Linked DNA regions of Mus musculus: region 2 is linked to region 1. A link is a contact called in public promoter capture Hi-C data. All regions are on one chromosome and are shown on one strand. The core of a region is the stretch at or near the end of the contact, and the rest is flanking DNA. Distances in the headings are between cores, read along the strand shown. Region 1 holds the start of Mtrf1l (mitochondrial translational release factor 1-like). Region 2 holds the start of L3mbtl3 (L3MBTL3 histone methyl-lysine binding protein).

Region 1 (7,643 bases), core at 3,060-5,559:
ATGGGAACAGTAATGTTGCATATAATAATTGACCGGAGTTCTTCAGCCTAGTAACAATAACATTTTTTGGAAGGTCTGTAGTTGGTGTCATTTCACTGTATTCTCTCCTCGTGTTTCCTTGGAAAGTTTAGGTTAGCACACAAAGAGGGTTCATCATGACATTTTCATACCAGTGTCTCATGATATCTTCTTCTCATTTGTTCCTCACTGCCTTTCCCAGGGCCTTCTACTTTCTTTGCTTATTTTTTTTTAAACATACTTGAAACTTTAAAATGTGCATAGGTATGGACAAACACCATACACACACACACACACACACACACATGCATACAGAGACACATATACACACAGACACAGACATACAGTTATGCCGCCCACAGACACATGCACAAGCACACATACACACAGACACATCGAAACATCCACACACACCACACACACACATACAGAAATACACACTCAAAGATGGAGACATAGGCAATAAAATGACCATCCCTGTGGGTGGGAATACTATAGAATCAAGTTAGTTACCAGTATGCCAAGTATGCCAGTGGGCAACAGAGCTGAAAGCAATGTCATAAATCATGATTCGAAAATAATCCCTTCAATATTAGTGTGACTTTGTCGATTCTATCATGAAACTATGAATAGAAAGATGAATACAAGTGGCTAAGTGTTCATTAACAGTTTCACCAAACTTTTGAATATTTTCAGCTTTATAGCAAAATGATGAGGCAGTAAATGCCCTCATGTGTTCTATGTGTCTGGGAAGCAATTTTCCCAAATAATAACTAAAATTGACCCATCGAGTCTGTGTTCCACTCCATCATCATCCTTCACCTCTTGCCTTCTCTGCCCTTCCCATCCTGTAACCACACGACCTCCTGTTGTTTCCTCTCTTTGTGTTTCTTTCAGCTGTGACTCTCTCTAAATGGTCTTGTTTTTTCAAAACCTTGACAGTTGTGAGTGGAAGTGATGTCTATTTTACAGAGCATCGCTCTGCAGGGTGGGGTTTGTCAAGACTTCTCCTGTTTATATGAGTGGGGATTTTTTTTTTGTTTTTGTTTGTTTGTTTTTAGTTTCTGAAAGGAATAATGTTATTCTGTTCTTTCTATCATAAATATTTGTTTTTATTTTATGTGATTGAGTGCTTTGTCTGCATGTATGTATGTGACCACATGTGTGCAGCACTTGAGGCCAGAAGAGTCCTCTGGAATTGGAGCAACAGATGGTCTTAAGCCTCCATATGGGTTCTGGGTACTGAATCAGGGTCTTCGGTTCTCTTAACTGTTGAGCCACCTGTCCAGCCCCGAATAGCCAACCTTATTACATGATATCTACTTGCCACTAGGGTAAGTACTCTTGCTTTGGGCTCCTCCTTCCTATTGCTGTTGCTGTTCGCCCTGTCACCTGATTTAAGCATTGCCTGTTGGGTACAGCCTCTGCTGCCAAGTGATCCACATGCAAAGGTGTCTTAGAGGGAACTAGACCCTGCATTTACATTGAGCAAGAAAAACAACCAACCCCACCCCCCATAAAAACAACTCTGGCCAATTTCTTAGCATGAATACTAGGCTCCATTAAAGGATTACTAATAAATACTATAAAGAAAATGCAATGGATTAAGAAGTGAAATAAGTCCGAAGCAGTGTTAGCTTGGCTATCTACCTAATAAAAGTGCAACTGTTCTCTCTTCCCTGAAGCACCCTGCATACTTATCTAGTTCCTGCACACATGCTGGATTTGAAGATTTTAGCAAGAGGTTATTTATTACTCGTGTTTAATGCCTTCCTATATACCATCCCCTGAGCAATGTATACAATGCTGAAGTATAGAAAATTTGATGTTGTTCCTCAAGCTTTAACCCGTTTGTCATAGTGTTTCTTGTGTGTGTTTTTAAAGAGTTTGCAAAATACTAAAAAAAAGTATTTTAATGAATTTGATTCTGTGAAATACATCATTTTGAACATGTATAATTTCTTACTTTCATGCTCATTCTATTTAGTGATCTATTTCCATATTTTGTATTCTATCAATATATTTATTAGTGGACCACAAAAAGGTTCCGAGTACATGAATATAAGAGTAGCCCTGCTTGGCTATTTTATAATACCAAAATACCTGTGGGTACTCATAGTTGAATAGATACTCCAGATTCTTTTCCTTGCAGCTCAAGTTTGTCTGGGTTTTTCTTCCATTGAACAGATTTCATCATTTCCCTATGTACAATAGTAGACTTCCTGAAAGTGCTACAGTTTTTACCATGTAATAGACTTGAGCATGACAATACTGTAAGAAAATACAGAAGTCTCTAAATATGTCTGAGTTTTCAAAGGAAATCAAATAATAGGTGTTTTCATTTGACTATATTGTGGCATTTATGGGTATTACTGTAAAATGCATATGCATTACCTGATTTTCTTAACATGTTTTGAACTAATAAAGAATTCTCCCATGTATCCTTAGACAAGTTATTGTTTGCTTATTGGTGTAATGCTTATCTGAGTATAACAACTTCTGGGTGGAGTCTTCACATTGTTATGTAACATTAGAGTACCTTTTTATAAGAAATAAAATATGTTCTTGAAATTGCTGGTGTCTTAAAAGTGCAGTGGAGGGATTTCTCACACTAAAATCAAAGTACCTCACCATTTATTTCAAAATGAGTTTAGGGTTAGAAATAACTTTTCCTGGTAGAGATAGAAAACACACCACAATTCTTTTCTATACTCGGGTCAGAATCAAAACAAAACGGGTCTCAACCTCTATCTTATAGCTAAACATTTGCATATCGTGTCACCTGGGTGCCAAAAGGGAAGGGACATTTGAGGCGCTGGAGCTCCTTGCTATCACTTGAAGAGCCGCTTCATTTCTTCATGCCAGTGCCCTTGTATGTGATGCTAAGGATTGATTAGATAGGATGCAAAATTCATTTTATATAATCTTGAAATTAGTAATTTTGATTAGTGTTAATGGTAAGAGTACCCATTTGATTCTAAACAGAGAACAGTTTGATCAGCAGTGAACCACCATGGTCCAAAAAACAGCTAGTAATCCAGTAGAATTCGCAAGTAGACTAAGCTTCAAATTCTGCATCCTCAGGAGTGGCTTGTCTGGTTTATTCACATCCTGTTACCCACTTCTCTGGTAGGCAGTGGTTAAGTCTTTTGAATTGCAAATACATAAGTTAGTAGTCAGGAGGGTGGATGTCCACTAGAGGGAGGCCTTTGATTTTTCTCTCTTTCTTTTTTTAATTGCAGGGCTGCAGACAGCCTTGAGCAAGGTAAGCAAGTACTCCCCGAGAGTTACAACTTCAGAGCAGAATGAGGAAAGTTTTAAAATGCTTCATTGTGTTGTAGTTTGTTAGTTTTAACTTGGATATGGAGGAGGAGGGAGCAACAGCAAGAAAGTGAGAGAGCAATGGAGAGTCGGATTGAGTGAATCAGAATGTGAGGCAGGAAACGGAGAAACCTAGTGCTTGGTGTGGTGGGTGACGATAGGAAAACAGATTTTGTAGCGTCCCTGGGAGGTTTAGTAGGATATGCCTGTCCTTGAAAGGAACCTATGTCAGATGACCACCCTATAATTAAGCCTTAGAGACTGGAGATAGATGACTTCTGTGGCTGTGGACTCTGTGCCTGCTGGTCGCTTGACTATCCTTAAGTCTCACAGCCTTGAGAAGCAAACCTTCACCTTCAGACTGCAGACACCTGCTGTTCACTCCAGCCTGGCTCGCTGGGGAACAGGTCTTGGGGAGCAGCCAAACTCGGCCTGAGGGCGGAGTCGAGGCTTCAGAGTTGGTCTGGAGGTGAGGCTTCTGAGTTCAGCCTGTAGGCGGAACTAGGTGGAGCTCCACCCTGAGAGACGAGGCGGAGGAAGCGCTTCCTCCAGGAGCCGACCCGAGAAGGCGGGACTGAGGCGTTAAAGCTCCTTCCCTAGAGAACAGGGCTGAGGAGGCGGAGCCGCGCTTTTGGAGTTTCCTTTGGAGGGCGGGGCCGAGGAAGCGGAGCTGAGGCATTGGAGCTCTTCCCTAGAGGCCGGTCTGAGGAGGTGAAGTTCTGTCTCAAGGCGGGGCTGAGGCATTGGAGGCACTCGCTATCTCAAGGTCACGCCTAGGCAGCAGAGCTCGCCCACTAGAAGTGGGAGTCAGGCGTGGGTGGTTTCCACGCCCCCGTGGAGGCGGGGCTGAGACGGTGGAGCTCCGCCCTGAGGGGGGCGGGCTGAGGCCCCAGACCTGTCCCATTTGGAGGAGGAGCTGAGAATCCGGAGCCCCTCCCCTGGGGTAGGGCGGAGACTTCGGCGCTCGGGTTGGAGGCGGGGCAAACGCGTCCAGACCTCCCTGCCCGCTTGCCTTTTGACTTTAGAGGACCTCCAGGCTGTACTACGCTTTGCCGGAAGTTCTCGTAACATTTCCGGCAGAACATTTCTGGATCGGAGACCTTCCTAGAGTGTTTGTATATTTTCTGCTAGGTGGGCGGCCCAGCCAGGATGCGGAGCGGGTTTCTGAGCGGTGCCCGGCGCCTGTGGGCCCGCCGCGCCTTCAGCCGCACGCCGCCGCCTTCCGAGGAGCTCCTCGCCCGCGGCGGGCCCCTGCGGGCCTTCCTGGAGCGCCGCGTGGGCTCGGAGGCCGGTGGTCTGGACGCTGGGTACCCCCAGCTGGCCGCGGCCGCCCGACTGCTGAGCGAGAAGGAGCGGGAGCTGCGGGACACGGAGTCATTGCTGCACGGTAAGCCACCCGCTCTAGTGGGTTCGGAAGCCATCTGCGTTCCAGATCTTGTCACTAGGGTTCTGACAATCCTCCATTGGGCTCTCTAGAGCAGTCCCTGGACAAGGTGCTCTGCCAAGTTAGTCCTCTGAAGTCACTAAGGTTCTCGGTTGCTTCCTCTCCCCTCCTGGTGTAAGACCCCCGAAGCTAGGCCTCCGCTCAAGTCCCGGGATGAGCTGGCCAGCACCCCAGTGACCCGAGAGAAAACCACACCTGATGCAAACTGCAAGAGGTTTTATTATCAGCTAGCTGAGGACGGTGCCGGGCAGGGGAGTTCGACCCCAAGCAGTGGCAGTAGGGGGCTTTTAACAGCTAGCTGAGGAATTGGGAGGAGTTGGGAGGAGAGTTGGGAAGAGTTGGGAGGAGTTGGGAAGAGAGTTCTTCTCTTTTCTGTGTCCTTGGTGAAATTTACAAGGCAGGAGTGGGTAGTGAGTTCTTTCTGAATTTTTATCTCCGTGTCCTCAGCACAGGAAGGCAGGCATCTCTGGTTGTAAAGTATAGAAACAAAAAGGCTTTTTGCTGGCTATAGAGAACAAAGAGCTTCTTTCTGGCTGTATTTTTAGAGATCAGGGAAAGCAAGCTTGGGGAACGTCCAGGGGCTTTCTTTACCTTCCAGGGAGAAATGCTCTGTAAGTTGGGGTCTCACACTGGCAGCTCAGCTGCACAGGAAAGACTCGCTAGTCCCAGCAGAGGAACTAAAGCCGCAGGTGAGTGTATGGCATTGGCACACTGCAGTGCAAGAGGAGCGATGCACTGTATGGTTAGAACTCGAGACCTGGAAATTCATGTTTCCCTCGAGATTCCAAAGTGTCTGCGTTCCTAAAGCCTCCAGAGACGTCTGCCGAGTAGAACACACTTGGGAACTTAAGGCTTGATTCAGAGACCCTGCCTCGAAGAAAGTGGGAAGAGGGATTGAGGTTGGTTACTGAGATCAACCTCTTGGCTCCACGTTCACGAGTGCTCACACATCTGCAAGCTTGAGTACTCTCATATGCACGAAAATGGAAACAGATAAGGAGTAAGGACTTTTAATTTCAATATAAAAAGCAGTGCTGAAAAGCAGAAAGTAGCTTTACAATGGATCGCTAAAGTCAAGGAAGAGGTGGTTAGGTGGGATCGGAGAAAGGGCTAGGAGGCAGAAGTGACCAACATGGATGAAGGTACAGCTTGAGAAGTCCTGTATGGTGGAAGTGTAGAATAGGTATGGGAGATGGTGACAGAAGAGAAACATTGTGTTAGCAAGGAAAACATTCCGAGGTTTAGTCCATTCTCCTCAAGGGGAGAAGCGAAGCATGGCAGCATGCATCAGACTCAGTGCTGGAGACGGAGCTGATTCACAGGCAGCAGAAGGAGACTGAGTGTCACATGGGCATAGTTTTAGTATCTGAGACCTCAAAGCCCACCACCCCCACCGAGACCTACTTCTTCCAAGGCCACACCTCCCAAAAGTTCCACTTACTATGGACCAAGCATACACACACACACACACACACACACACACACACACACACACACGTCTATAGGAGTCATTCCTATTCAAACCACGGCAACCTGATAGACGAAGGATTAGCATTGTTTCTATAGACCTAGGGCATTAGTTAAGAGAAAGCTCACTGTTGACATAGAAGAAAGCTCTTGTGCCTGCATGGTCAGAGAGATCAGAGTAGGTACTTACAGATGGAACTATGTAGAGACAGTAACAAGGCAGGAGTACATAGTGCAGTATATCTGGGGGAAGGGGAGAAGAGAACCATGAGTTCCAGAAAGAACTGGCAGACCCGTGGGAATAGGGCTGAATTACCTAAATGAACCTGTAGAAACCAGTTGCAAGAAACAAGAGTGCGCCAATACTTAGAAAGGCTAAGCTCACTCTTTCAGTTTATACTGGAAAACGTATTTAAATTTGGCAATTTTACCAATGAGAATTTTAACTAGAAGTCTGATTATTGTAATCTGGAAATCTAAACATAACTTCTAGTTATCAAGTTAGTGTTTTATTTGGGGTGGAGAATTGATGACAACAGCCATTACCTAAAGAATCAGAGAGAACAGAACCCTCTGGAGCAGGGCAGCCATTGAGCTTAGAGCTGTAAAATGTTGCTCAAAGAGAGGTCCTGTGTGCATGCACACTGTCCCACCTCCCATTGACGTGAGGTTTAATAGATAAGCACACACATTTAAGCTCTGTGTACATTTGATGTTTCAGAGCAAAAACAGCATGCAATCACCTTCTATCCTAGGCTGCAAATGTCCATAGAGAAAAAACGAGAAAGGGAAAACTCAAAGATAAAATAATCATAAAACCAGAGCACTGACTAGAACAGCAACCACATGGTGGCTCCCAACCGTCTGTAATGGAATCCGATGCCCTCTTCTGGTGTGTCTGAAGACAGCTACAGTGTATTTATATAAAATTAGTAAACCTTTAAAAAAAAGAGAGAGGTGAAAGGAATATTTATGTAAGCATTGGGCAGACTCCAGTGAATGTTTTGGATTGGATACTTTATCCTAAGGAAACATTCACTAAGACTAACCTTCAACTGTAGGTTTCAATTTTGCTTAACCGTGTAAACCGTCTGTGCCCCTGCCTGGGCATTGTAACTAGATAACTAGTTAACTGCATCCATTTGCTGATGTAAAACCTAACTTGGTAAACTGTCTGTTTCCTGGGGCTGGGGAGACAGTGCAACTGTGAAGAGCACTCTTGGAGAGGACCCAGGTTTTCTGCCCAGCACCCAGGTAGCAGCTCACAACTGTAACTCAGTCATAGGTGATCCAGCACCCCATTCTGGCTTCTGAGGGCATAAATACATGTGCTACACACTTATACATGCAGGTAAATACCCATACATAGCAAGTACAACCAGTAAACATTTTT
Region 2 (7,643 bases), core at 2,914-5,413, about 21 Mb before region 1:
TGGAGATGAAGTTTTCATAGTGAGTTCTGAAGCAGAGGTACATTGTCTGTATTGTATCAAACCTCGAGTCACGGCTATTTCTGACAGACCCTTGTCCAGGGCAGTTTCTATGCAAGGCATGCTCTTTAAACCCTTAGCATTATTAGGCCTTCTCTGATTGGCTGTCCTCTGTAGACTCTTCTGGGATAGTGGGTCAGTGCACATCCTGCATGTGCATCCTTACTGCTACCGAAAGTCCTCAGTTCTTCTTGCTACAGTGGTATTTACTACTTAACATAGTTGTTCCTAATGTTACATTTGGTCATCTCTTCCTTTCAGGTATCTTGCAGGAGGTAGTGGGTGAGCATGACAGCAAATACTTACTATCCCAGCACTTAGGAAGCTGAGTTGGAAGGACTGTTGTGAATCTCAGGCCAATCTTGGTTGCAGTATAAGATCCTATACCAAAAACCAAAGAGAAACAACCCAAAAAAAACATAATTTTTAAAATTATGAATTAATGTCTATGAAAACACAAACACAATAGAAATCTCACCTAAAATATCTAGTAAATGACTGAGAGATTTTTTTAGAAAGAAGAATTTGAAGTTAATTTTGATTTTCTTAGGGCAGGGTCTTAGGTTAAAACAAAACTCGTGGCCTCTCTTTCTTTCTCCTGTAGCCTGCCTTTGGACATTTCACATTTTGTTATTCAAGAGTTGGGGAGAAAAGGCCGGAAGCTGAAATTACTGTCTGCTAATGAAGTCGTCCTGGCACAACCCGGAAGCAGGTTAAACATAATGCGTGAAATCAGTCCTGAGGTGGTGGTCTGAGCTTATCTGAGCTCTCACTAACTGGACCTTCTCTGTTGCACACCCCTAAGCTGCTTGCTGCCCAATGCACGAAGCTTATTTTATGAACTCATCTAAACTGCACTGTGAGTTAGCACCTGAGTTCTGAAACACATGGCAAGTCACATGCCTCGATTTGGGGTTTGAGAGCTGGCCTCTACAGTAATGGAAGCAATAGATGGTCTGCTTCTCTGCGGCAATTTCACGGGCCTGAAGAGAGAATTTAAGAGTCTATTTTCTGAAACTAGTGCAAGGACCATTCCTTAAGTGAAAAAAAAATTTTAATCAAGAATAATCTTACATTTTGGAGGAAGGCTTTTTAATATGGAATTTCCATCTGTGATATATATTTAAGTCCTAGGCCTCAGGCAACAGTAGCAGGGAAAGGCCCCTGTACCCTTTATTAGATGCAAAGCAAACAGTCCAGGCTGGGGGCGGATCCTCCTTTACTTCCCCACTGCTTTCCCTTTCGAAGAAGTGCAGGGCTTGCGTTAGTGCTTTTTTCCTTTCACAGCAAACTCTCCTGTTGGCCTGAAGTATTTATCACAAGTTTAATTACTTTGAATTATCTTGTCTGCCCCCTCCCTCCCCTGAACCTTGTAGAAAAGAGGAACTGTAAACTCCCCCGAAGTCAGCTTGCAGTCCGTAAACAGAAAACTGCCAATATCAAATACAATAATGGCTTGATTCAGATTTGACGAACTGACAAAGGCAGGGTTTGCTATTTAAGCAGCTCAGCCATCTTGACTGAGTACATTAAGCGGGCAGTCCTCTCTTATTGCCTAGGCACTCTACCAGGGATTTCTAAGTTGAGGTAGAACTCCCAGCATCCCTTACAACAGAGGCCTAACCCACAGAAGCTGTCAATACAAATCTCATTTAGGATGCGGAAAGAACGCGCAAGTTTCAGACTTTATTATGCATTCTTCCAGTCCCGAAAAGGGCAAATGAAACTCTGTACAAGCGAAGAACTTTATTTCCCATTTTATTCTTGACCTGTGGCATGGATCTAGCCCCTGGTAGCAGTGGTGTAAGTCCAGGGCCCACTCTTTAATGGCTGAATGCACACGTTTAAGCAGCACATGGTGGATTCGCTGCTCTGCAAATTGCTGTAGAAAAAAAGTAAAGTGCAAAAGCAGACAAAGAAATCTATAACCTTCTCGGTCTTTCACATTTGTTTGGGCCGTTCTTTGAAGCAGCTCGGAGCAGCGACAAGGATCGCGGAGAGATGCACCTGAAGCAGTTGTGTGCGGGCGGCCGAGGCGGCCGAGCCGCTCAATCGCGGCTTTCCAGCGGCGAAGGCGCAGCAGCAGTCAGAGGGAAGGCAGTGCGAGCCTCCTCGGCAGCGGCGGCGGCGGCGGCACCGGCACCAGCGCAGTTTCCCCTCTCCCCAGCCCTGACTCTACGCGCACATGCGCACTGCGCCCGCAGCCCTGGACCATTTGTCAGGACTACTCGTGAGACGGAGAAAAAAAAAAGAGAGAAAATTTGGGGGTAAGGAGCGCTTGATCAGATCTAATCTCTAATTAATCTGCAGATCAGCCTGCGCCAGAGCCATTCATTGATTTTTTTCTGGGTGAGGATGAAAGTTCTGAGACCTAGAGAGGGAAGGAAGCGCACCCTCGTCTTGGGAAAGAGATCAGGGGAGGGGAAGGAAAGAAGGGGTTTCTCCCCCACTTCTCTGCGCCTCTGGGAAAGAGGAGAAAACTTAATCCCGGGGAAAAAAAGTGGGCAAGTGACTCGGAAGCGGCTGGAGGGGGAGTCTGTGGGCATCTCACTCTGAAGTAGTGAGTGCGAGTGCGAAAGAGGAACAAAAGAGCGAGAAAAGAGAAAGGAAAAAATGGGGGGAGGAGAGACTTGTATTTTTTCCTCCTTTGCGCGCACACGGGGAAGGGTGTGGGGGGCCGTGCGGAAGGGAGCGGGCCAAGGCGGCCGCGTTCGGCCGTCGCCCGCGCGCAGGCAGCGGGATGCGTGTGGGCCCCCTCCCCCCGCCCGGAGCTTGTCACTTTGGTCGCTTTTTTGACACCGGGTGCTGGGTGGCGGCGCTGGGGGGGGGGGGGGGAGCGCGGCACCGCGGGGCTGCGAGTCCGGGGCGGCGGTGGGGGGGAAACGCGGCGGAGCCGCAGCCTCCCCGGGGGCGCCGAGCGCGGTCGGCCTGAGCCTAAGGGGGGGAGGGGGCGGCTTCGGGAGGGGACCGCGGGCACGATCGGTGCGGCGGCGGGAGGACGCGAGCCCCGGCGCGCCGCCCCTGCGGCCCCCTCCGCCCGTGTGGCCTTTGTGCCGAGCGCGCACCGGGTGAGCGAGCGGGCGGGCGGGCGAGCGAGCGGGCGGGCGGGCGAGCGCGACAAGTCCAAGTACGGGAGACCGAGGCAGTGGGAAAAGAGGCCGGGCCACTTTGCTCGCCAGCCAGCTCGGCTGCGGAGAACCGACTGGTTGAATGTGGCAGAGGCGCGTCTCGCTGGCGCGGCCGTGTGTGTGTGTGTGTGTGTGTGTGTGTGTGTGTGTGTATGTGTGTGAGTGTGTATGTGTGTGTGTGTGTATGTGTGTGTGAGTGTGTGTCTCTGTGGCTGTGTGTGTCTGTGTATGTGTCGGTGAGTGTGTGTCGGTGTGAGTGTGAGCGCGCGCCGAGAGGCCTCCCTCCGCGACTCGCACCGCGCACACGCACCCGCACCCGCACGCACACCCGAGCCGCGGCGGGGCCGGCGGCCGAGAGTTTGCGTGTGTGCTCTCCCCGCTCGCCACCTCCCCGCTCCCCGCCGCCGACTGTGGGAGAATTTCCTAGAGATCGCCTCCAATTTCCGCCATTTTGGGAAAGTTGCACGGAAAAAAAAAAAGAAGAAGAAGAAGAAGAAAGAAATAAAGCCTCCGCTGGATTTTTTTTTTTTTTTTCCTCCTGCTGGAAGCAGGAAAGTGCTTTTAGGGAACGCGGCGGCGCGGGCTCGACACTGCCGTCCCCGCGGGGTGGAGGACGCGGGGCCGGGCCGGGCACCCGCACCGTCGCGGCGATCTTCTCCGCGCAGCGCCGCCGGTGCGGGCGCGGGCGTGCGAGCGAGGCGAGGCGAGGCGGTGGCGGGCTGCGGCGGGGGCCGTGGAGCCTGCAACTTGTTTACCGCCGCCCCGGGTGGCCGAGGCCGGCGGCCGGGGTCCGCCTCGCCACCCGTGCGTGCGCCGATCTGCGCTCATGGGCTACTGTCTGGTCCACGCTCGCGTCCTGGGCCCGGCGGGGCCGGCCTCGCGCAGCGGCGGCGGGGCGGGGGAAGTAGAGGCCGGCGGGGGTGGGGATCGGGAAGCGCAGGAGCGGAGGCATCCGCCGCGCGCCCCGCCAGCCAGCCAGCCGCCGGCCGGAGGAGGAGGCAAACTTGAGAGCGGCGGGGCCAGGGGCGCACTGGCGGAGGGAAAACTTTAATCGCCTTCTTGGGAGAATAGAAAAAGGGAAAAAGAGAAAAGGAAAAAAAAATCCAAAAGGCAAAAAAGTGCATGTGTGTGGGGGTTTCTAGGACCCGAACCTCACGATCGGATCTGATCCGATCACGGCCCACCGCGGGGCCGTGAGAGAAAGTTGACCAGCGTGGCGGCTTTCTTCGCGTCCGGCCGTGGTGTCTGTCTGTCCGTCCGCGCTCCGACCAAACGGGTGGGAGATCCAGCCGCACTGCCGGGTCGCGTGGGTCAGGGCTCTTGCCCCACCCTTCCACGGGGACACGAAGGTAAACTCGCTTTGGTTTTTCCTTCTCTGTCCTCCTGCAGCCACCGCCCAGCTTCCTTTTCCTCTCCTTTCCCCGCTGATTTATTTTTCTTCTTTTTTTTGTTTTTTTAGGGGGGGGGGACCCGAAAAACGGAGTCTCTTTCCTTATGCAACTTTCTCGGGCGCAGTTTGCTGGGCCCATCCCCCCCGCCTTCTGCATCCCTTGGCCCGCTCCTTTGCCACCTTGGGGCTACCGCCAAAAGCATGCATTTAAGATCATCCAAAGTGCCCAGGAACAAAAATAGATGTTAAAGAATTGTTCTAAGTTAAGGGAAACTGAGACGAGAAATAAGAAACCGGTTTGAGTGTGTGTGTGTGTGGGGGGGGGGGGGAGGTGCGTCGCCTGGGATGAGTGAGTTGAATTTTCATTTCAATTTTCGTAGGTGGTTGGTTATGATGCCTTTATTGGTGTGGGGAGCCCGGGAAGCTCTGTACTGGCTACCTCGGTTGCGTGGATTTTTGCGCAAGTTTTTAGAAAAACACTGACTCGAGTAGAGAGCCGGAAAGTTTCAAGTGCAGCAAAATAGTGAGCCTGCAAAACTGGCCAAGGGGGGACCTCTAGTGGTTAAACGCATCTTAAGTTCGAGAGACAAGACCAAAGTTTGGCCTTTACTTGTAGCTACATGCAGTCCGTTTAGACGTGGAAGTAATTAGAAGACCTGAGTTGCAGCCAGATGTGAGAAAGGATGCTAGTCCGAAATAGAAGTTTTGTAAATCAGAGAACAATGACGTCTAAGCTTGCGGACCCTGTGATTTCCATCCTTTCTTGCATACAGTAAGAAAACCAAAGCTTTTTATTCTGAGATTTGAGATTGACACTCCCTAGATAAGAAAGTTTGTCTTCTGTTTACCATCATCTGTACCTCCGTTTTTTTTTTTTTTTATTTCCCCTCTTACGACTCATAGCAGGTAGCTTAATTCGGAATGTTAAGGAAAAGTCAAAATGAAACCTGTGCTTAGCACTTTGCAAAAAACTGAAAAAAAAACAAACCTGAAATTAGCTTTTATATGAACTGATCATTTTGTATGTGTCTCTGATGCATATAATCTCAGGCTAACAAATTATTCAACAATTTACGTATAAACTTACATAATATATACTCATAAAATACATAGTATCTTCTCGTAACGGTGTAATTTTGATTCACTGAGTAAAAACATTTATTTCAGTATACTTTGTATAATTTACGATTTAAACCACTTTATATATGCATGGGTTACATAACTATTTCCCAGTGTGTATTCTGTATTTAAAAAAAAAACATTGAATTTTAAGGATAAAAACAGGAGGGATTAAGGTTGTATAGAATCATTCTTGTAATTACCACCTGTCCGTCACAGTGAAAGAGACAGGGTCCATCCATCTATGTAGCTCAGGCTGGAGTTGAATTTGTATTTCCCTCCTGGTGCTTGGGTAACAGTCTTATTTACAATGGGAATTTTTATTATGTGGTTTAGAGTACGGGAATGATGTGAGTGATTAAAATTAATTTCACCTTACATGTACCTAGTTAATTTGAATACACAGTGCAGTGTGGTGTGATGGGTGTTGAGTTTGAATTGTATATTATGGATGCGAGGGCTTTATGAGAGTGCTTTGAGGGTGTTTGTTTGTTTGTTTGTTTGTTTTCCTTTTCCTCCAATATAATCAATGCTAGATCCTTAAAAGAAGTCTTGGGGGTACACAGCAGTTCTGAAGGTCACCAGACAGATGTCTTTCACTGGACACTTGGTTTCCAGTGCAGCTGGAAATTAAAGAGAGTGTGTGACAGGGTTAGTAGAAAGGAAAACAACAACAAAACTTAAGTTTGTGGGAACTGCTTTGAATGTTTGAACAAGTAGACAGTAGGCGTGCTTGAAAAGGTGAAAGAAGCATTGGGCAAAAAGGAGTGTCCCGTAGCGTATGTGTGCCTTTGGTATGGTTGCATGGGAGGCCAGAGACCAGCTTGAGTTGTTACAGTTACAAGCTTTCCTGCTCTGCTCCCAGTCATCCTTTTTTCCCCCCTCCCTCTCTCCAAACCTGGCTCACTGATTGGCTAGACTGGCTGGCCAGTGAGCTGCAGGCCCTCCCTCCAGTGCTCAGGTTACAGAGGAGAGCGCTCCGGGATTTAGGGATTTAGGGAAGTGCTGGGGAATCTGAACTCGGGTCTTTGTGCTTTCTTGGCTGTCTCTTTATTGACTTTGCCTTCTCCCAGTTCCTTGTTACTAGATTTTGGGGGAGGAGACGGGTAATGAAGGGTTTCTCTGTGTAGTCCTGGTTGTCCTAAAACTCTCCCTGTAGGCCAAGTTGGCCTCCAACTCACAGAGATGCACCCACCTCTGCCTCAGGCATTCTGGGATTAAAGGTGTGTGCCACTACCACTCAACCATTACTGTATTCTTTTTTTTGTTTTTGGTTTTGTGTGTGTGTGTGTGTGTGTGTGTGTGTGTAGCCATGGCTGTCCTGGAACCCACTTTGTAGACCAGGCTGGCCTCAAACTCAGCAATCCGCCTGCCTCTGCCTCCCGAGTGCTGGGATTAAAGGCATGCACCACCACGCCCGGCTCATTACTGAATTCTTACTGGCGGTTCAGTTCCTTTTTTTTTTTTTTTTTCTACTGAAAACAATTGATTGATCGATTGAAAAAGTGGGGAATCCAGAACAAAGCAGTAGTGAATCAATTAATACCTTCTATAGGTGGATATACAATGGTAGGGAAGAGACAGGAGCTTTAAATGCCTTTGCAGCCTGAGCTACAATTTTGTAGCTAAAATTTATGACAGTTTGGGGGGGGGGGGGTTAATTAACATGTAATTAACATTTAAGTGACTCCTATGAAGAAGCCCTTCTTCTGCCAGAGACCATGTCTTAGGGATGTAGCATAGACTTAGGAATTTTTGAAAACATTTCTATGGGAATATAGAAATGTTGTCTAATAAGTTCTTTTTGGTTATCCTGGAGGGTACTGGTTTACTCCCAACAAATAATCCAGGACCTTCCTTTAGGATCAAGGCCAGTCGCTGATGAGGGAAGCCAACTGCTGGGATAGAATATCTACATAGTGCTTTCTGTTCCTTATGCTGGTTCAACC

What was found. Promoter capture Hi-C pulls out the DNA fragments that hold promoters and counts their contacts.
Region 2: a promoter capture Hi-C map of pre-B cells shows a contact between it and region 1. The contact joins the promoter of L3mbtl3 here to the promoter of Mtrf1l in region 1. A contact is called at or near these places in 1 of 39 promoter capture datasets (pre-B cells) and 1 of 484 Hi-C or Micro-C datasets (CD4 T cells).

Annotation. Positions count from the first base shown.
Region 1 is chr10:5,820,609-5,828,251 of GRCm38.p6, reverse strand. Mtrf1l (mitochondrial translational release factor 1-like) reads left to right here and starts at 4,309. Exons shown (of 7, transcript NM_175374.3): 1 at 4,309-4,726. The coding sequence starts at 4,489. It overlaps Rgs17 (regulator of G-protein signaling 17), which reads left to right. Exons shown (of 5, transcript NM_019958.4): 5 at 1-2,589.
Region 2 is chr10:26,370,592-26,378,234 of GRCm38.p6, reverse strand. L3mbtl3 (L3MBTL3 histone methyl-lysine binding protein) reads left to right here and starts at 4,163. Exons shown (of 22, transcript NM_001359254.1): 1 at 4,163-4,534.